Linked DNA regions of Mus musculus: all the other regions are linked to region 4. The links are chromatin contacts, called in public Hi-C, HiChIP or PLAC-seq and promoter capture Hi-C maps. All regions are on one chromosome and are shown on one strand. The core of a region is the stretch at or near the end of the contact, and the rest is flanking DNA. Distances in the headings are between cores, read along the strand shown. Region 1 overlaps Pparg (peroxisome proliferator activated receptor gamma). Region 2 overlaps Pparg (peroxisome proliferator activated receptor gamma). Region 3 overlaps Pparg (peroxisome proliferator activated receptor gamma). Region 4 overlaps Syn2 (synapsin II).

Region 1 (5,396 bases), core at 2,031-4,530, 150 kb before region 4:
ACCTAATTCTGTTTGACTAGAGATTAGGGCTGTATAGCCTATGAGAACCAGACAAGATATATTTATCTAACTTCAGTCATAAGTATAAGAATCTGAAAGAATACACTTGGAGTCATTACTTGGGTATGAAAATAAGAAGGTTATTTTTAAAGATTTGTATTATAATGCAACTACTAGGCCATTTTCCTATCTTTGTTTTGTCTTAGACAAGTATGTTATTATGAACCCAACTAACTGGCAAATTATGTAGGAGAAAGTGTTGCAGCAGTTAAAAAAAATTAAAAATACAATTTTAATATAACTGATTAATTATATTAATATAATTTATTCTGATGTACATACCAGTAAAGGGTAGTCTTGTTTTTAAAAATGTCCTGAATATCAGTGGTTCACCGCTTCTTTCAAATCTGAATAATTAAAAAGAAAAATATTTTGAAAATTTGTTGATTTTCTAAATTCTCAGACATTCCAATCTGCCAAAATGCAAATATACACATTAATTTTCATCCCCAGTATTTGCTTTCCCTGAGCATATAAAACTTTATATTCTCTAGAAATAACCAATACACCATTAAACGACTCATCATGGATCACACAGTACCCAAAACTCTCATCAGAGTAGTTGCATAAAAGAAGCAGATAGCTGTTTGATCCACTTCTCTTGTTTTACCTGTAGGGTCACTGACATGATGCAAAACTCTATTATACCCATTTTTAGTATCAGGTTAATAATAATTATATCAGTATTCAGACTTATGAAAACCTAGATTTTTAAAGGGATTAGCAACCTCAAAAGATAGGGAGCTGAGAGATCTAGGTGTGGCGTACACATCAGAAGGCCTGCTATCCATATCCAGTCGGAGGGTGTCTGATGCCAGTTTGATGAGAGTTATACATTGTGAAGTTGATGTTTACTGAAATTTCAGTTCATCTGGAAGCTACATACTGGGAAATTCTAAGATATAGTAGAGCACGCAGCCTGATTGGGCATGGGAGACGCAGTACACAACAGACTAAGCAAACTTTTCAGAGGAAGGTCCAGGGAGCAGATTGTCTAAATAATGATTCACATCCTTGTCTCTTAAAAGAGCTCAGGGAGCCCAGAATAGGACATTCTGTAAAGACAAAACAGCATCCGGTGCCAAAAGCCTTTATCAGGAGGGCCAGAGAGCATGCAGACCCGACATTCTGCACAGTCTGACACACACAAAACTCCAACACTCGCTCTTTTGACTTCTTGGAACTGACAGGAACTGCTACATGGTGCATGGTGTAAAATGTTACATCATGAAGATGATCGGCTTTCTCATTCTGTTATTTCTAACATGAAAGAACATGAGCTACAGCCAGGGAGCTTTGCTTGTTGGTATCCCCCATCACTGTGCAATACTGCTGCTTGGAAATGGAGAGTTTTAAAGTCATCTCAGTACCAATAGTAAACTGTAGTTCTGTTCTCAGAACAGGACAGTCTCTACAGGAAGAGCTAATTTGTCAGCACTTTCTGCCTGTATGCTTTGGTTGTGACCTCCATCATAATGATTTACATAAACATTCAAAGTTGCTAGTCAACAGTGAAAGCAGCATCCACAGCCAAACCACTTACTACATCTTGCATGTTTAACATATGGGAAACTGCTTTATCTATAAGAGATCACCACTATGACTTTTAAAAAAAAGTCAGCTAATATTATTTCTGGAGGCAGGCAGAATTCCTAACATCATGCATACCCTATCCCACTCCCTGGATTCACTCAGACTGTTCTGTGTCTTCAAGGCATAGTCTACAGACACAAGATGTCCCAGGACAGAGACAGTCTGAGGATAGTGTATCTAGCTACTCATATTCTATGTTTATTTTATGTTCATTGGATGATCAATCTATTTACAATCTCTAAAACCCAGAGACACAAAGTTCACAGCAGGCCAGGTTATATTTGCCTACTTATTCAACTACTTTACATAAGAAGTCCTGAAATAGGACTTTCTACACATCACAGTAGATATTAACGCATTCCAAGAGCAACTTATCCAGATTAATTTGCCTGAAATGGAACAAACAGTGAAAATTGACCCAAGAGATGGGGATTGGGGTAAAAAAGGAAATCATTGAGAACTTATCTAGGAATTATATCCCCAAAGGTTTGCAAGTATAATGCAGTGATAGACCAGTTTCCTGCCACCAAAAAGACCTTGGGTTCAATGTCCATCATTGCTGAACAAAACAAAACAGCTCCCCAAAGGTAATTTTGTAAGAGTTCTTTTAAAATGCTGCAGAAAGAGATGTCTTATAAAAAAAAGAAAACCTATGACCAAATTAATTATTTAAGTATCATAATATTGATACAAAAATGTGACCCTTTTCCCTCCTCCACAAAAGAAAACATTTAAAAGAGGAGTGGGTGGGCTACTGAAATGGCTGAATGGGAAAGAGAGTTTTCTGGCAAGACTGATGGCCTGTGCTATCAGAATCCTATGGTGAAAAGAGAGAGCCAGATTCCACAAGTTGTCCTCTAACCTTTACCATGTGCATGTGCCACACACACACACACACACACACACACACACACACACACACACACACACACACACACAGAGAGAGAGAGAGAGAGAGAGAGAGAGAGAGAGAGAGAGAGATACACACACACACACATATTGAAAAATGTCAGTCCTACTTATTAATATCAAATTAAAACTATAAGTAAAACTAATTAATTAAATCATATGCTTGGAAAATAAACTACCGTGATCAAATTGAACTTATCTCAGAAAAGGAAAGGCAATTTAATGCCAAAATTTGATAAATACATATAAGGCATTAGAAAAAAATTTAAAACAAGCCATATGATTATTTCAGAACATACAAAAACAAGTACTCTACATAGTTCTACCTTTGGGCTTGGGTTGTAGCTTAGTGGTACAATACTTGCCTAGTATGCTCAAGGACCTGTTCTTGACATTTCTTTTTTAAACTAAGAAAGTTTAATAACAGCAGTCTGTCTTAAACTTACAACTAATATGGTCCTAATTGTGAAATATGACAGTGCATTTCCTGAGGTATAGTCTATAAATAACCAGTTCCTTTTCCAACAGAAAAGGTTTCGCTAGAAAATAAATGTGTGTGTGTGTGTGTGTAGTGTGTATTGCAGGTTTATAGAAGACATTAAGATGTAAATACTCTGCAAGCTTTACAATTCAATAATAACATCATAAACAGCAACTTCACTGAACACTGGATTCATCACTTGTCATTTTTCTGTTCCTCTGTACATTGTACTGGAGTGATGACACACATCTTTCTACCGAAACTAGTTACCGGCTGCTTCGTTAGACTTCTTGATTTCTGTTTTCCACTGGTGTGCTAAAAAATGCTTAATTAGTCCCCCTGACATGAAGAAAATGCTCTGGTTTCTGGACTTATGAGACAAGGATTTCAAGTTCCAAAGATGATGTCTCTGAGGTAGGATGTCCACCACAGACACACAACGAGACAACAAATCTCAGCAATGTAAGAGCTAGGAAATACACTTTTTTGTGTGTCTGTTGCTCTTGTATTTAAATATCCTGTCTGCTTATAAGTTCACATAATTGAATACTCACTAACCATCTCTAACAATTGTAAAACCCCGAGATTTTACCATTAAGGAGCTACAAGCTGATCTGAGTGGGCTCCTGCATACTACTGCCCTCTCCTGCCTTCCAGATACTTCTTAGTCTCTTACACCTGTTCTTTCTGAGATTTTCTACTATTGCCCTCTACAGGTTTATTGGCTTTCTTCTTTCTATTCTTGAATGTGGAATGTCTTCAGCCATAGCTCCTGACATGGGAAGATTGTGTGTGTGAGTGTCTGTGTGTGCGTGTGCATGCATGTTTGTATGAATGTGTGTGTGTGACCCTAGGAGTTCATGCATGAATTGCAAGCTGAGCTGTATCTTTTCTTAAAGGTATGGAGAGTGCTCTTATTTCATCATACAATGTCTATCACAGTCTACTGAGGAGAGGTAGGAAGTAGGCAAATATACACAAATTGGTAATTTTTATTCTAAACTAAAATGTAGTCATTCCTCCATGTCTGAGGATGTATCCAACTACACAGTAAAAATATATTAAAAAAAATACATTAACAGGAAGGTACTGTTGCTCAGCATGTAAAGTATTTGATGACTTGAATTCAGCCCTTGTAGTTCACGTAAAGGTAGAAAGAGAGACCAACTCTACAAGCCATCCTCTGAGCTCCACACTTCTGCTGTGGCATTTGTTGCCCAAACTCATGTATCATATGTAGCCACGATAATCACAAATAAATATTCTAAAAGTACTCTGGCTATACTGAGCATGTAACAACCTTGTCCTGTTATTAGTCCCCAAACAACACAGTACAACAATTTTTCTGGCATTTATGCTGTATTGGGTATAATAAGTCATCTGAAGGCAATTTGAAGCAAAATGGCTAGGTTATATGCAAACAATACATTTCATACAGATCTTGGAGCCAGCTCCTATGGATACAAACTCACTGAGCTTTTCCATGTCCTATCCCTCTGACCATGAAGGCTGATTCTATTAGAGTGGTAGCTCAACCAATGCCAGTTAAAAATCTTCCTTAGATTTTTATAGAAAACTTACAAAATGTACTATTTATCTGGCTGTTATATCCTCAGATAAGCAAATAAAATTATTTTATTTGTATTAAAGAGCAGAGGGGAAAGGGGGGGGGAGAGGCTTTTGCTTCTTCTTCTTTTTTTTTTTTTTTTTTTTTTTTTCTTTTCTTGAGACAGGGTTTCTCTGTGTGGCCCTGGCTGTCCTAGAATTCACTCTGTAGACCAGGCTGGTCTTCAATGCAGACATTCACCTGTCTCTGCCTCTGAGTACTGGGATTAAAGGCATACAACATCAATGCCAGGAAGAGAAAGCCTTTTTAAAAGTGGTTGGTTGTCTTGCCCCAGTGATTGCTTTTAATAAATAGTAGAACTTCTGAATAAACATCAAAGATTTAGTGATCTCATTTGCCTTGTCACAAACAGCACAAAGACACACTGTATTTTTAAATCACTGCCACACACTAAATTGATTTACCATGAAGAACAACTAGCCCACATAACATCTGAATGTGGATATACCTGTACACATCTAATTGTTACACAGGCATGGTAGTTGGGGGTGTGTGGCTATAGATATTTCATTCTCTGGTAACACAAATATTATAAAACTAGGCTCTTGTGCAGGAATTGGTGGCTGGTTAAAATTGCTTGGGTTCAAATGCTACTTTTCTTATTTAGCAGGTTAGGCTGTCTCTTTTTTTTTTCTTCACTGACCTGAATAATTCATGAAATATACAATATGCACCCACCTTCTTTTGAGACAGGGTCTCCTGTAGGTCAGATTAACCTTAAACTCA
Region 2 (4,919 bases), core at 1,017-3,516, 200 kb before region 4:
TTTCTTTTCCTTTCTCTCCTTTTCTTTCTCTTTTCTTTTCTTTTCTTTTCTCTTCTTTTTCTTCTTTTTCTGTTTTGGATAGGGCTTTACTGTGCAGTGGTGGTTGACATAGAACTTACATTGATCCTCCTCCCTCTGCTTCCTGAGAGATAGGATTATAGGCATGTGCCACCATGTACTCAAAATTCTTAAAGAAGAGTAATTAAGAGCGGAAGATACATCTCGGTAATGTAATACTTGTCTAAATACATGAAGATACATCCCAGTAATGTAATACTTGTCTAAATACATGAAGCTGTGAATTCCAAGCCCACCTCTGAAAGCTTTTGGGAGAAATATGGCCCAGATACCAAAGTAATATATGGACAATTATTAGGAAGAGTGGGTATTGAATGCAGAAGGTCTAAAGCTCTGTGGCCACACTTAATCTAAACTAATTATCTCTCTTCCTGATCTTCCAGGTCTATACTAAACATCAACACATTTCAACAACTCATGGTGGGCCAGGCATGACACTGATGAGAGTCATGCTAAAGAGTAACTCAGAGAAATGTATTCTGATAAGTATTGAGGCAATGTGACAACATCTCATAGACTCTCTAGAGCTTAGTAGCTTTGTCAGTATTTTCAAGAGACACTTAACCACAAATTTTCAATGACTTCTTGTTTTAGGTTAATATCATATATGCCAGCCCTTCCTCACTGGTTTGTGTAAACCACAGCATAGTACAAACTAACTTGGGAATTATACAGTTCCTCTCCCATCTGTGAGCCAACATCCAGAGATAAAAATCATCCTGAAATATTACAGGGGAGAAAGCCATTTTGAAATAATCGTCATTTCCCATTTGACAGTAAAAGAAAATGGACATAATGATCTGCTTATGAATACAGTCAGCGAGAGACTGGGTGGGCGAGAACACATCTTTTCTGTCTCTTGGCCCAGCATCCTTTGAGCTGTGTGATGCTGTTACTATATTGATATAATATGTTGAAAAAAGAGACTTTTATCCCAAGCCAATTTTTATAGATCAAGATGTATTTGGTCTTAATTAATATATACGAGTCACATCAAATTTCAATAGTCTCATGCAAGAAACCATTTACCAGATGGCAGATTGTGACAGAATAAAATGCAGAAGAACTCTGCAACAGAATTTTTCCTGCTACAGTTTGAATGTGAAATGTATTCCACAGGATTGCATGTTGAAGGACTTGGTACCCAGCTAGCATGCACTATTTTGGAACCTTTAAGAGGTAGAGCCTACCTGAAGGAAGTGGGCTACTGAGGGGTGGGCCTTGAGGGTTTTAGCCCAGCCCTACTTCATCCTCCACTTTCCTGTTCCTTAGAGGGGTAAAGACTTGAGGAGTCTGAGCTGGCTGCTGTCATTTCTAGGCTTAGTGGTAGCTTCTTAAACCAGGACCCCAGTAAACCTTTCATTTCAGGTCATTTCTTGTTAGACATTTGGTCACAGTGAAGGAAAAGGTAAGCACTACACTAACAAAAATAATAACCTCCAATTAGTGGGAAGGTTAAAGGAATGGTTAACTTTTATCATAAACATTGTGGTGGCCTGAGTTTTTACATAATAAGTACAGATAAACCACATCTTATCTGTTATTTTTGTAGGTTGCTGTTCTGAACATTAACAATAAAGGATGGAGCAGTGTTATGTCTGATGCCTGAATTCAAATTCTGCCTTGGAGGTCTTAGTCCACCCTCACTCTATAGCTAGTTTCATCATCTGTAAAATAATGCTACCTCATTCTGTTCTGAAGACTAATGAGATAATATATGAAAAACACCTAGGATATGTATGAAGCTCTAAATACATAATAGTTGTCTTTTTTTTTAATATAGAGAGAGTAACCAGAGTCCCATGGTCTTGTAAAAGGTGGCTAAAAGCCTCCAATGCGGCCTCTGGGGGACAGGAAGAGGAAGAAACAGCAGCAGAGTCCTATTGTTCAAACTGGACTATGAGTAAAACAGATGTCCTGTTTTAAAAACCTCTGGAAAAGGAGAGTGCCTGGCTTCTCAAAGTTACTCACTCAGTGCTTAATTGCTCTTTTGTGGCCTGGAAAGTCTGTTTTATCTGGCATCTCCCCAACTGTATTATACATATGCTAATGAGGTTCCATTAAAAATCATTACACAGAAAAATATCAGGTAGTCAAGTAAATTCCGGAAGTGCTAGGTTAGGCAAGGTTGAACATGTTGACTGCAAGACTTAGACACATGATTCACACGCAGGGAAAGGAAACATGCAGTGTGACCGCTTACTATTTGAAGAGAAACTGCTTATGAAACCACAATATACTGATGTTGAAGTCTGTAACTATCCCTTTTAAAGTTATGACAATGTAACCATGGACAACTGACTTAACTCCAAATTACTGGAAACTGCATTGTGAAGGTGAGAGGAGAAAGAAGTGTGTTTGGGAGAAAGAACGAGGTGGTAAAAGGGTTGAATGCTTATGTTCTATGGTTAGAGTTAACAGATGGTGAACACAGTAGACAAAGTTGCAGCCAAGCATGTGATTCTCAAGTCACGGAGGTGAGAGTCAGAAGAGGGTCCTGGAGTAAAGTATCAGTGCCTTTGAAAGGGAATTATTGAGACACTGAGGCGCTACCTTTTTTTTTTTTTACTAAAGTTTTTATACTACCTGACTTTTACAAGATGATTATGTGTTTGGTTATGTTAAAAATTAAGTTGAATATACTTTGTTTTTAACTCTACCATTGTACTCTAGCCCAACCCCATAAATACCTTTTAACTGTAATATTTTTTAATGAGTTAATCTACCAAGTGGGAATAAATCTGTTTCTTGCATACACTTTGTGTTATTAAACAGGAATGATCAGGTAATAATATGGAAAAGTAGAAAAGATACACTGAAATAAAAGAAAAATATTTAACCAACAGATGCTTCTCTCTCTCTCTATTTATTTATTTGTAAAAATTGTGGGTATATATGTGTATGTACATCCATGTTCACAGGAGCATGTGTGTGCAGGAGCCTGTGTATGTGCAGAAGCCAGAGTCAGTGCTGGATGTCACCTTCAGGAATATCAGCCACTGTAATTTTGAGACAGGTTCTCTCACTGGATCTTTCTGCTTCCCACCCACCCCTACCCTCCGCCCCTGCCCAGTACTGGGATTATAAATATGTGCTGGCTTTTTAAAAATATGGGTCCTGGGGATTGAACTCAGGTCCTTGTTTATGTTATGCTAGGCAAGCACTTTTACCAACTGAGCCAGCACCCTGTACCAGTTTTCTTTTCTTTTCTTTTCTTTTCTTTTCTTTTCTTTTCTTTTCTTTTCTTTTCTTTTCTTTTCTTTTCTTTTCTTTTCTCTTCTCTCCTCTCCTCTCCTCTCCTCTCCTCTCCTCTCCTCTCCTCTCCTCTCCTCTCCTCTCCTCTCCTCTCCTCTCCTCTTCTCTTCTTTCCTTTTTTTCTTGAGACAGGGTTTCTCTGTGTAGCCCTGGCTGTCCTGGAACTCACTCTGTAGACCAGGCTGGCCTCAAACTCAGAAATCCACCTGCCTCTGCCTCCCAAGTGCTGGGATTAAAGGTGTACATCACCACCACCTGACTATCAATTTTCTTATCTTTGATTAGAATCATGGGCCTTTGTTTTATTAAAAGAGGAAAATGACTCAATTTCATTCATAGAAGCATAATTTAATAATGATAGCTACAATTTTTAATCACTTAAGCAGCAGGCATTATATCTTATGCCCATCATGCATGTACTTTAGTGTATATGATACATGTAACAGAGAATTTATAAGTCCTGCATTTCAACATATCCAAATTTTATTAAAGATATAATATGAAGTTATGTATAATTAATCACCGTTTAATAATGTTAAAAATAGACTTAGGGTTAAGTAAATTGCAGAACATTACACAATTAATTGATATTATTGCAAGAATTTCAATTCATTAGTGGCTTCTCTGACTATAGAAAGGTTTAGAAATAAATTATGTGTGTGCCTTTTGTTTATTCAACATAAGAAAACATATTTTCATCCTGCTGCCTACTTAGGACTATTAAAAACCAAACCCAGTGTTTCTCTGGTTTGATTTGGCAAAAGATAAAGCATCTAATATCTTTCTCTATATGCACATTTCTTTATAGGAAACTGAAAGACTTATAGTAAATGTTTGAATTCAGATCAACAAAGCCTCAGAGAAGTTGTAACCTTGGCCTCAGCCTCTAGAAGGAAAAGCACACTCATATTTTATCTCTAGAAGTTCAGTTTTTCTTGTATTGGCCACATGTTGTTTAGGTAGCTTGTCGTGTGGTATGGGGAGAAAGAAAAGATGACTGGGTTATACTGACCATCTCTTTTGCTTCCTGACCCTCAGACTCATATCCTTTCCCACTGTGATCAACTTAGCTCAAGCACAGTTTGTGGTTCTTCTGTTAATCTTTATGTTTCCAAAAAGAGATTCTAGGAAAATCTAACTGGAACTAAGGCTAACTGCTGATAACTAGTGCAGTTGAACTGAAATTATTACTTAGTCCAGTATACATTGGTGCAAAGTCAATTTGTGTTTATCCAGAAATGAATGAAAGCACACAATCATATGCTCCAGGGACAATAAAAAGATAGTAAATGGGATGAGGTGTATCTCAGTGGAAGAAGATATTCTAAGTATGTACAAGGCCCTGGTTTAATCTTTAGCACACACATATTTTATGAAGGATATATTATAAACAATTCTATACTACTGAGTCAATAATCTAGATGAAGTGAACTTCTTCCTTGGGCCTATTCCTCAAAACACAGTATGCCAAAATGTATCCAAAAAGAAATATACAATTGAATAGGCTTATTTATGTTTTAAAAATTGAATAAGTAATTAATAACTGTATAAGACAGAAGGTCAAGGTGCACTTACCGGTCAGTTCT
Region 3 (5,102 bases), core at 2,489-4,988, 240 kb before region 4:
AGGCATCACTCTCAGATATGGAGTGAAGAGTTGGCAGGTATACCCAGGGTTTTTCTATTTATTGTTTTATGACAAGCCATGGCACTGAGAACGGTTTTTGAAAACCACTGTTTATTTTCATCAACAAACATGGGATCATGTGATCATTGTGCCAGCGAGATAGTCAAATATCCTAAACTTCCAAAGTCCACTCAGTTATCAAACTGCCTTCAAGAAATGAGGGTTCTACTTCCAACACACTCATGGGTTTCAGAGATCACTAGGATTTCTTCAGCAAGGGTTGTGCTGAAAAAAAAAGCAGGTAGTGGGGAGAATGGATTCCACCCTATTTGAGGGTGTTGAAAATGTATAATGTTCCTAAGACTTCTTTAGTGACTCTATAGCCCACCTCCTCCTAACCTTGAGACTAGAATACCCAGTCCATACTCTTGGAGGCAAGATGATGAAAATTATTGGTATCTTTTCACAAAAATATGATGTTAAAATTGATTGGAGAAGAGCAGGAACATTTGATTATCTGTTTTGAAAAGTGTGAGTGGCCCAGGGAACAAGATATAGAAGAAGGAAGTTTAGCTGAGGAGGGGGAGTGGCCCCTGCTAGTCCAGAGGCAAAGGCTGCAGCTGGTGGGTTCCTAACAGGCTATGGTTAAATTGAGCAGTGAGATAAACATAAAGAATGGCCCCTTCAGTCTGATCATTTCCTTTTGCGAGGGTTATGGGTAATTGGTCATCCACTACGCTGAGCAGCCTCCCCCAGGCTTGGCCTAACAGATGCTGATGACATCAGCTGCGAGCTGGGTGTATAATGAGACCTAAGCTTCTCTCCTTATGGCCTCAGCCACTTTTTCACATCCCCCACCATCTCGAGAGGCCACACTTCAGCAAAACTTTTCCTATCAATGCAAATCTTAGCTTTCACAGCCCTGGCCAAGAGATAACATAACACCCCAGAGATAGATGCTATCAAATGAATAATAGGACCATGCTGATAAAGAACAATTCTCACTGCAAATCACATTTTGGGTTTCTCTTCCATATTCTCTACTGAACTGTTTCTATTGGTGCTCAATTTGATTTCATCAGATAAGGAGAAAACAGTGCCAAACAATTTGATTTTAGTTCTGTATAATCAGTGATTGGGTTGTTTATATTTGGCTGGACCTCTTTTTCTTTTTCTAGACCCTAACTGGAGGCAATTCTGTCACTATCCAATAGCTCATGATGTCTAGTTTGATGAACAAATATTGGGCTAGTAAAAAGCCCTCTGTTGAAAGTCCATGATTTCAAAGGGCATAAACAACAGTCTTTAATTCAATTAAACAAATAGTCTGAGTAACTATTATGGGAAAAGCACAAGCTTACGTACGATAGGGAAAAATGACAACCCTTGGCCTCTGAGCTTGAAAAGTCTATAATCAGGCTTTTGTAGCCCCTTCCTTAAAGCAGCTTAATAGCTATTTGTTTCACAAAGGGCCTCCAATTATCTTATTTTTAACTCAAAGACCTAGAGCCAAAAAGTCAGCTGGGATGAGGTTTCCAAGTGATTTCTAGTGATTTGGGTGCTGTGTCTTTCAGAACAAAGATAGGAGTAAGTTGGCCACCATTAAATACATTTAAATTCTTGCCTATTAGGGTGGGCTGGCTCTCTCTCTCTCTCTCTCTCTCTCCATCTCTCTCTCTCTCTCTCTCTCTCTCTCTCTCTCTCTCTCTCTCTCTCTCTCTCTCTCTCTCTCTCTCTCTCTCTTCCTCCCCTAGCCTTTAAGTAGTACTAAATTGATAAGATTTCCAGCATGGATTTCAGGTGTGAACTTGAGGTTATGACAATAAGAACCCAGAGCCTGCAAGATGAGTGGCTCTAGGTAAAACTGAACTGGCTTGCCTTTCAGCAACCGCCTCCCTCCCCAGTTAGGTAGATCCCAGACTCCAGCCCTCTTTCCTGCACCTGTTCTTGGTAAGCTGTTGCAATTTGCCTTCAAGTGTTAATTCTGCTTAGTCATGTGGCTCTGCAGTCTTTCTTTACTTTTCTGCCGGTGAAGTAGGCTTATCCTCTGTAATCAAATTAGCTCTGCAGAGGCTTCACTTGTGTGTCTCTTGCCATGGCTACTTTTGGTACACAGTGCACAGAGCCCATGGTACTGTGACTCGTGTTCTGTAGTCCTAGAATAGCATGCTGAGAATGCTCCCAACTAGAAGTCAGGGAGCTTATGTCATGGCCTTGGGGTTTCTATGTGCTTGCCCCTCTCCACTTCAGTTCCTTCTTCTTAAATGAAGATAATAACAAACAATTGCAGCCTTCAGAGGACCCTGAGCTCGAGTGTAAAGAATGTGTAAAATACTTGGAAACTGTAGTGCCTAGGGCCTTGTGTATCACTGTGAAAGTATCAATCACCTCTTTTGCAGGGAGAAACTCAACTGTTCTTACTGGCATGTGGCTTTCTCATAGCTACTAGCTGATTCCACTCGAAGTCATTTATCTAAAACGAAAGAAATAACCTGAGATAGTCCTCAAAACACATTAGGAGATAATACGATTTTTTTCTTCTAAAATCTAAATGGTCATCAAGTTACATGTATCCACCTAATAGTTGACTGGCTCTCCTGGCCATGAAAGTAACTGACCACACACAGGGTTTTCAAGAGCTGGATCCAGGTCTTCTGCATGGGACTTGTAGCTCCTACTGCCTAGGGACATTCATCATAGCATAGACATCAAAGCCAGACCCTGGCTGAAAGACCTGAAGAGCCCAATCCAGTGCACACTTGCAGCTGCTGGTGGACTGGGGAGCAGCATTGAGGTTTTATTTTAATGTAATTTGATGTTGATTCTCAACTTCCTATCAGAAGCTTTCTGCTTCCTAGAAAACTGGATTCAATGATAATTTTCATCTATTATGAATTGCTAAACAATATCAGTCAAAGAATCTCCAGGTACTTAAGAATACTTTTGTGGCTTGGGACTGTAGCTTAGTTCTAGCACACATGTACCCAACATGCTTGCCTGGGATTCAATCCAATAGTTAGCATACTAAACCAAGCAAGCAAGCAAGCAACCAACCATTCCATTGGAGTAGCATAGGCAACTTAGATCCTTGCAGAAAGTAGAACTCATGTATATAATAGAAGGCCAGAGCCTCCAGTTTCCCAGGAATAAAGCTAGGTACTGTAAGGAAATAGGTCTCATGATATCCTGATGTACTTTTGTGCCCACTTTGGACCTGGGACAAATGACCATAGAAAAACTGAAAGGTAGAAGTGGGACACAACAGCTTAACACACCTGCTCAGCCTCCTGCACGGCTTCTGAGACACTCTTGTGACTGGAAGGCTTCACGTTCATTCATGAGTGTAGAGATGACCTATGAGCTCTTGTATTACTCTCAAAGGTTTTTTATTACAGCTTGGAGGACTTACTCCCTTTTCAGAACAATGTTTACTTATCCTATTTGAAGACATTTCCTGTGTTTTGGACCTAGCCTGCCACTAGATTTTAACAGCCTGCAGCTGAGCTGTTTTTTGTTTGTTTGTTTGTTTGTTTTTGCATATGCATGTGCACCAAAGCAAATCATTTAGTCAAAGGAAACAACCCCCAGCCCCAGCCTCCCCCAGTGAAGAGAGCAGAAGAGAACTAACTGATTTGTCCGTTGTCTTTCCTGTCAAGATCGCCCTCGCCTTGGCTTTGGTCAGCGGGAAGGACTTTATGTATGAGTCATACAAATGCTTTGCCAGGGCTCGCAGATCAGCAGACTCTGGGTTCAGCTGGTCGATATCACTGGAGATCTCCGCCAACAGCTTCTCCTTCTCGGCCTGTGGCATCCGCCCAAACCTGATGGCTACAGAGGAAGAGGAATGACAGGATGAATCATTGGATCATTACTAGGGCTCCGCATTGTGCTCTCCCTAATCTTGGTTCCCACACTGAGAGTCCCTCTCTCCACCCGGCGCTGGTTCTGCCTTCTATCTACCACTTTGCTCATGTTTTTATTTCGCAACAGTAGCACAGACAAATGAAATTAACTTATTTACTTCTTCAGTTAAAAAAGGCAACATACGATCCTGTTAGGAAATTGGAAGGATCCGCTAGCAAACAGGAATACATATTCATTTAAACATGAATCGAGAGACAACTCCTATCCAAAGATGCAAAGTCATCTTTATAGAGCTTTCAAGTACAGCTAATTATTTCTTCCCAGTGTTCCCCCAACCCTAAGCATTTCAACAATCAAAATGTTCACACTGTACTATAATTATGACTTTTTATACCTCTAACCCCTCTGTAGAACAATGTCCTGCAGACAGGGACACTGTCATAATTATCTTGGTAACCTCTGCACTTCATAAAAGGTACGGCAGGAGCATCTTTGTGTTTCATGAATTAAACAGTTACGGAGAAGTTCAAGTTGTACAAACATAGGCCCTGTTCTCAGTCAGTTCATATGAGCTATCCGTTTCTGTTGTAAAGAAAGACCAGGGAACTTGGACATTAAATGGATGGAAACTGACTTACCCCCTAACTCTGCAGAATTCCCCCTTAATGAGGTTCATCAGAATACCTTTAATTTGGCTTCTCAAGGAGTGAGGAAGTGTGAATGCAAAGCAAAGACTTAAGACAGACTGTAGGGCCTAATGTAGGAATTGACCTGTGTGAGCTGGGGTGTCCTTTGGGCACAGAACCCTTGCTTGGCATGTGCAAGGCCTTCCCCAAAAAAATTAAATAAATAGTAATCTGTTTATAGACTTCTAACTTGCATAAAATTTCCTACTTCCTGGTCTGATATTACTTATAAAATGTCCCTTTGAGTAATGTTTCTTTGACACCATTCTTTGTTGAGCTAGCTCTCTTTAGGACACTGCTTTTCTCCAGTGGAACATCTTGCTCTCATACTTAGTAGTATCTTGAGCACCATTCTATGTGACACTCAAGATGATGGTGGGCTCTTTTACTTAGATGATAGGCTACTTGTGAGCAAAGGTTGGGGCACATTTACATATATCTTAGTACTTGGTAGAACTCAATCAATGTTGCTGAATATGAGAACCAACAGGTTTGTGCTTTTTTTGTTTGTTTGTTTGTTTGTTTTTGAGATGTTAAAAAATTAAAAAAAAA
Region 4 (5,402 bases), core at 1,717-4,216:
ATCCTAAACAGAACCCAAGATGTACACCCTTGCAGCACAAACTAAAAATATCTGTATTGCCTGTGTTGTCAATTTCCCCCCATTGTAACATTTTCTTAATAAGCCTAGCAGCTGGGGATCCATGGGAGTTTAACAGCTTGCAGCTTCCTTAACGGGCCAGGTAATAAAACATCTCCCCTTATTACTAAAACGAGCAGAGGCGTCTAGATATAACTCTTGTTATTCAAGGAAAAGAATATCTTTAGTGGTGCATGATGGGGGAGGTGGGAGATGGCTTGCACCCAAAAGTTTGAGATTAACCTGGGCAACATATTAAGACTTTATCTCAAAACAAAAGAAAACAAAACAAATGTGGGTGGGGGAGCTAATGACAACTTAATAATTAGCAGTAAAGACTTGCTGAGAACCAAACACTAAATGCTTTATGTATTTTACCATATTTGATAATGTCTGGCATGCAGATGCTATGAAGAGAATTATGGGTATGAGAGTGAGATAAGAGATGGTAACAGATGTGTGTGAATATGGTCAGAACATATATCCATGTGTGAAAGTTTCATGCCAAAACCCATCATTACACATAACTAATATATACTCATAAAAATAAGTTTAAAAAAAGAAATGGTTGTACAAGCCTGCAATCCCACCAACAATGGAGGAGTGTTCCTCTTTCTCCACATCCACGCCAGCATCTGCTGTCACCTGAATTTTTGATCTTAGCCATTCTGACTGGTGTGAGGTGGAATCTCAGGGTTGTTTTGATTTGCATTTCCCTGATGATTAAGGATGCTGAACATTTTTTCAGGTGCTTCGCAGCCATTCGGTATTCCTCAGCTGAGAATTCTTTGTTTAGCTCTGAGCCCCATTTTTTAATGGGGTTATTTGATTTTCTGGAGTTCACCTTCTTGAGTTCTTTATATATATTGGATATTAGTCCTCTATCTGATTTAGGATAGGTAAAGATCCTTTCCCAATCTGTTGGTGGACTTTTTGTCTTATTGACAGTGTCTTTTGCCTTACAGAAGCTTTGCAATTTTATGAGGTCCCATTTGTCGATTCTCGATCTTACAGCACAAGCCATTGCTGTTCTATTCAGGAATTTTCCCCCTGTGCCCACTCCTCCATTGTTGATGGGATTGCAGGCTTGTACAACCACTCTGGAAATCAGTCTGGCGGTTCCTCAGAAAATTGGACATAGTACTGCCGGAGGATCCAGCAATACCTCTCCTGGGCACATATCCAGAAGATGCCCCAACTGGTAAGAAGGACACATGCTCCACTATCTTCATAGCAGCCTTATTTATAATAGCCAGAAGCTGGAAAGAACCCAGATGCCCCTCAACAGAGGAATGGATATAGAAAATGTGGTACATCTACACAATGGAGTACTACTCAGCTATTAAAAAGAATGAATTTATGAAATTCCTAGGCAAATGGATGGACCTGGAGGGCATCATCCTGAGTGAGGTAACACATTCACAAAGGAACTCACACAATATGTACTCACTGATAAGTGGATATTAGCCCCAAACCTAGGATTCCTAAGATATAAGATACAATTTGCTAAACACATGAAACTCAAGAAGAATGAAGACTGAAGTGTGGACACTATGCCCCTCCTTAGAATTAGGAACAAAACACCCATGGAAGGAGTTACAGAGACAAAGTTTTGAGCTGAGATGAAAGGATGGACCATGTAGAGACTGCCATATCCAGGGATCCACCCCATAATCAGCATCCAAACGCTGACACCATTGCATACACTAGCAAGATTTTATCGAAAGGACCCAGATGTAGCTGTCTCTTGTGAGACTATGCCGGGGCCTAGCAAACACAGAAGTGGATGCTCACAGTCAGCTAATGGATGGATCACAGGGCTCCCAATGGAGGAGCTAGAGAAAGTACCCAAGGAGCTAAAGGGATCTGCAACCCTATAGGTGGAACAACATTATGAACTAACCAGTACCCCGGAGCTCTTGACTCTAGCTGCATATGTATCAAAAGATGGCCTAGTCGGCCATCACTGGAAAGAGAGGCCCATTGGACACACAAACGTTATATGCCCCAGTACAGGGGAACGCCAGGGCCAAAAAGGGGGAGTGGGTGGGTAGGGGAGTGGGGGTGGGTGGGTATGGGGGACTTTTGGTATAGCATTGGAAATGTAAATGAGCTAAATACCTAATAAAAAATGGAAAAAAAAAAAAGAAATGGAATCTGATGGAAGTGTTTTGGGAGCTCTGAAACTCTATGGAAATGTGAATTACAGTTAGACAACAGCAGATATTGTTTATATTAATGTAACCAATGTGATTTCCTCATCTTCTGGACTATTACCATATGCGTTGTCTGCTCATGACACTTGGCTCAATGCAGGATCATCTAATACCACCTTTCAAAGGCAGTTGTCTAATAGTTGGATGCCTGCCCCACGGATACACTATCACTTCAGACCATCCCTTGTATAAATCCTGGATTTTCCAGAATCTTTCAGATTTAAAATATTTACTCCGTTCTGTTGTGTGACTGCATGTTCTGAACTTAGGACTGTACAATTATAATCACTATGTCTTAAATGTCCAAATTCTTCATCCATCTCTCAGTTAGAGGGCTCACAATCAGGAACTGCTTGGTCACTGAAGATGGTAGGAGTTCTGGTTTGTGGACAGCTAACATAGAAAACCAGAAGCCATTGTCACAACAAAAAGGACCCAGTCTGTCTCTGAAGGCCTACATGTCTCTCCTCATGTGCCAGTGCCAGACTATCAGGTTCTTTTGCCCATACCCTTGCACACAGGAAAACATGCTTTCAAACTCTATCTATAGGGGCCAAAAAGTAGCCTAATCTAAATCCTCCCCAAATGACTGACATTTGCACAAGAACCAAATTTCAAGCTGAACCGAACTGCTAATGAGGCATGGGTAGGCTCCAGAAGGCTCATAGAAAATCTCCTAGAGCTTTAGAAATAGCCAAGGATTTAATAGATGCCTAGCACTTGTCTAGACATTTATCTCCAACCAAGTGCTTGTTTCTGCTTCTCAGTGACTTGTTCTTTTGAAAAACTGGAAATACAGGATTCCTGTTTACACACACACACACACACACACACAGAGAGAGAGAGAGAGAGAGAGAGAGAGAGAGAGAGAGAGAGAGAGAGAGAGAGAGAGAAGAGGAAAGAAAGGTAAAATCCAGTCTGTGGGCCTGATCTGCTGAGTTTGTGAGTTCCTGCTGCCACCTACTGGAGAGTTGTGCCTTGCAGTTTTAGCTTACTGCTTGGTGACTCCCACAATCGCTATTCCTCCTGACTGTGGGGTGGGCCTTGCGAGCTTGAGGGTGCACTTCTTGCCTGACATGATCATGGTCCTGGGGCTCTATCCCTAGTACAACAAAAGAGTAGCACTAGGATTTTGTTGTTGTTTTAAATATTTCCTTCTTTCTTTAATTTTATTTATTGTAAGGCTGGGGTTGGGGTAGGGGGTCACATGTCCACAGCCTGCATGAGCAGGTCAGCGGTCTGTCATCCAGGTGAGTCAGTTCTGTCCTTCCTCCTTGGATTTTGAGGATCTGACTTTTGTCATCAAGTCTGATGGCAAGCACCTTTACCCACCGAGACATTAATTGTTTCTTCTAAAACACACACATCTGTAGAGAGCTCTCCCTAGAGAAATAACACTTTGCAATACACATACACACACACACACACACACAGATGCAAAAACAGTCATAGGGTGGGGCGTGGTGGCATGTCAGTAAATTCAGCAAGAACTTGCTAAGTAGCCAGAGGTAAGTGCGGGTGGGAGTGGTGGGGTGTTAGCAGTTGTCGGGTAGACAAAAACATCTACAGAAGACCAATATCAATGGGTGACTGCTAAGGTTCCTTACAGGTCTTAAGATTTAAAACTAACAATCACATTTCCACTTTTCAGTCTTCTCTTTACAAATATTTAAAATTTAAAGCACATAATCACAACAACTACATAAAAACAAAAGGTTCATATAACTCAGAAAGCTTTCTCAGACTTCCAGGCACATAAATGAGTTTCCTTTCACGGGTTAATGAGGAAACATAAACAACCATACAAAATGGTGGTGCAGGAAATAAGCAACAGAAGCACAAACAGGCACCATGGAAACTCAAATCAAAGAGCAGTTCCGGTTCCTCCATTAGAGAAGTAGGGATGAGCCTGGATGGGAAACCTCGGGAAGACACAGACTGAAGAACTGTGGAGGCAAAGGCGTGAGGAAGGCTCCAGATACTGCAGGAATGAATACAGCTCACTTTGGCTTAGCAGAGGAATGGACCCTCGTACATCAGGCGGAGTATGTGAAACTTAAGGGCCAGCTAAGATTGTGTGTGTGTGTGTGTGTGTGTGTGTGTGTGTGTGTGTGTGTATGTGTGTGTATGTGAGAGAGAGAGAGAGAGAGAGAGAGAGAGAGAGAGAGAGAGAGAGAGCGCAGCATACACAGCACTGAAAGAAGCCAGAAAGGAAGTTGAATGCTCAGCAGATGTGGCAGTTGTGAACAGCCTGATGTGGGTGCTGGGAACTGAAGTTCCACCCTCTGCAAGAGTAACAAGTACTCTTAACTACTGAGCCATTTCTCCAACCCCCAATTAAATATAAATATTATATGTATTGTATTATACTATATTATATATATTTATTCTTACTGCAGAAAATGTTAGCCTCAAAACTCACCACTGTTTTGTCAGGTCAGGCCTTCACATAGTTGTTCCTGGGACTATGGCTTAAGGTTGTTGGCTTATTGCTTGTTGGTAGACAGTGGCTGAGATAGCTCAGGCTGGCCTTGAACTCTTGATCTTCCTGCCTCTACTGAGTGCCAAGATATGACATTGGCACTGAAAACCAGGACTTAATGAAAGAAAGGGACACAGAACTCCACTGCAAATGTCCTGGAACAGAGACCACAAGTGAACCATAAGATAGTCAGGCTGGGCCTTATGTCAGTGAAGAGATTATTAACTCAAATTTGGATTTGGATAGAATGAATTTCTTTCAGTATATGGGAAAGTGCCTGTTGTGGGCATTTGATTTAGGAATAAGAAATTAAGAACAGGAAGACACTGGCATAGGCCTGAGTAAATGCAATGTTTGGGGGTTGGTTTTGTATCATTCATTCTGTGAGTCATTGGATCAAACACAGCAAGGATGGCACTGTTTAGATAGAGCAAGTGGACTGACAGCTTAGTCAACATTCATATAAATGATTTGGAAGAGAGTGCACGGGGAAACTGCCAAGTTTGCAGATGGCATTCAGTGTTCTCAGGGATTAAAATGCCAAGCTGATTAGGGGTAAACTGAACGAAGATGTGCACGTGGGCAGAAAAGTGGCAGAGGAGTTTTAATGTGACTAAGTGTAAGAAAACACATTTGGGGGGGGGGAG

What was found. Hi-C and Micro-C count contacts between places; a contact is called where the count stands out from the background. HiChIP or PLAC-seq counts read pairs in DNA pulled down with a chosen protein or histone mark. Capture Hi-C pulls out chosen DNA fragments and counts their contacts.
Region 1: a contact with region 4 is called in a Hi-C map of bone marrow-derived macrophages, with 2.6 times the contacts expected there. The contact joins two enhancer-like sites. A contact is called at or near these places in 1 of 39 promoter capture datasets (embryonic stem cells), 1 of 15 datasets of contacts at CTCF or cohesin (stem cell-derived epiblast-like cells), 5 of 484 Hi-C or Micro-C datasets (the C2C12 cell line, bone marrow-derived macrophages, embryonic stem cells and 1 more), 4 of 115 datasets of contacts at active chromatin or transcription factors (bone marrow-derived macrophages, cardiomyocytes, heart atrium and 1 more) and 3 of 9 other capture datasets (adipose tissue, liver and macrophages).
Region 2: a contact with region 4 is called in a promoter capture Hi-C map of adipose tissue. The contact joins two enhancer-like sites. A contact is called at or near these places in 3 of 39 promoter capture datasets (3T3-L1-derived adipocytes, cranial neural crest and neural stem cells), 2 of 15 datasets of contacts at CTCF or cohesin (the NIH/3T3 cell line and embryonic stem cells), 17 of 484 Hi-C or Micro-C datasets (the AML12 cell line, beige adipocytes, bone marrow-derived macrophages and 5 more), 2 of 115 datasets of contacts at active chromatin or transcription factors (embryonic stem cells and heart atrium) and 3 of 9 other capture datasets (adipose tissue, liver and macrophages).
Region 3: an HNF4G HiChIP or PLAC-seq map of pancreatic cancer cells shows a contact between it and region 4. The contact joins two enhancer-like sites. A contact is called at or near these places in 6 of 39 promoter capture datasets (the 3T3-L1 cell line, the C10 cell line, cranial neural crest and 3 more), 1 of 15 datasets of contacts at CTCF or cohesin (the NIH/3T3 cell line), 7 of 484 Hi-C or Micro-C datasets (the 3T3-L1 cell line, 3T3-L1-derived adipocytes, the C2C12 cell line and 4 more), 1 of 115 datasets of contacts at active chromatin or transcription factors (pancreatic cancer cells) and 3 of 9 other capture datasets (adipose tissue, liver and macrophages).

Annotation. Positions count from the first base shown.
Region 1 is chr6:115,378,690-115,384,085 of GRCm38.p6, reverse strand. Pparg (peroxisome proliferator activated receptor gamma) reads right to left here. Exons shown (of 8, transcript NM_001308354.1): 2 at 343-407. Among named protein-coding and RNA genes, the nearest start is that of Pparg, 19 kb to the right of the region's middle. Within about 2 kb of position 3,280, at least 6 of the 459 cell types and tissues checked have an H3K27ac peak or open chromatin away from gene starts, as enhancers often do. A contact at or near this core is called in bone marrow-derived macrophages, where this site is marked.
Region 2 is chr6:115,430,003-115,434,921 of GRCm38.p6, reverse strand. The region is part of intron 2 of Pparg (peroxisome proliferator activated receptor gamma); the gene reads right to left. Among named protein-coding and RNA genes, the nearest start is that of Pparg, 70 kb to the right of the region's middle. Within about 2 kb of position 2,266, at least 15 of the 459 cell types and tissues checked have an H3K27ac peak or open chromatin away from gene starts, as enhancers often do. A contact at or near this core is called in adipose tissue, where this site is marked.
Region 3 is chr6:115,461,812-115,466,913 of GRCm38.p6, reverse strand. Pparg (peroxisome proliferator activated receptor gamma) reads right to left here. Exons shown (of 8, transcript NM_001308354.1): 6 at 3,629-3,828. Among named protein-coding and RNA genes, the nearest start is that of Gm36301, 55 kb to the left of the region's middle. Within about 2 kb of position 3,738, at least 94 of the 459 cell types and tissues checked have an H3K27ac peak or open chromatin away from gene starts, as enhancers often do. A contact at or near this core is called in 3T3-L1-derived adipocytes, the HL-1 cell line, the N1E-115 cell line and 3 more, where this site is marked.
Region 4 is chr6:115,225,560-115,230,961 of GRCm38.p6, reverse strand. All of the region lies in intron 1 of Syn2 (synapsin II), which reads right to left. Among named protein-coding and RNA genes, the nearest start is that of Timp4, 24 kb to the left of the region's middle. Within about 2 kb of position 2,966, at least 23 of the 459 cell types and tissues checked have an H3K27ac peak or open chromatin away from gene starts, as enhancers often do. A contact at or near this core is called in 3T3-L1-derived adipocytes, the HL-1 cell line, the N1E-115 cell line and 3 more, where this site is marked.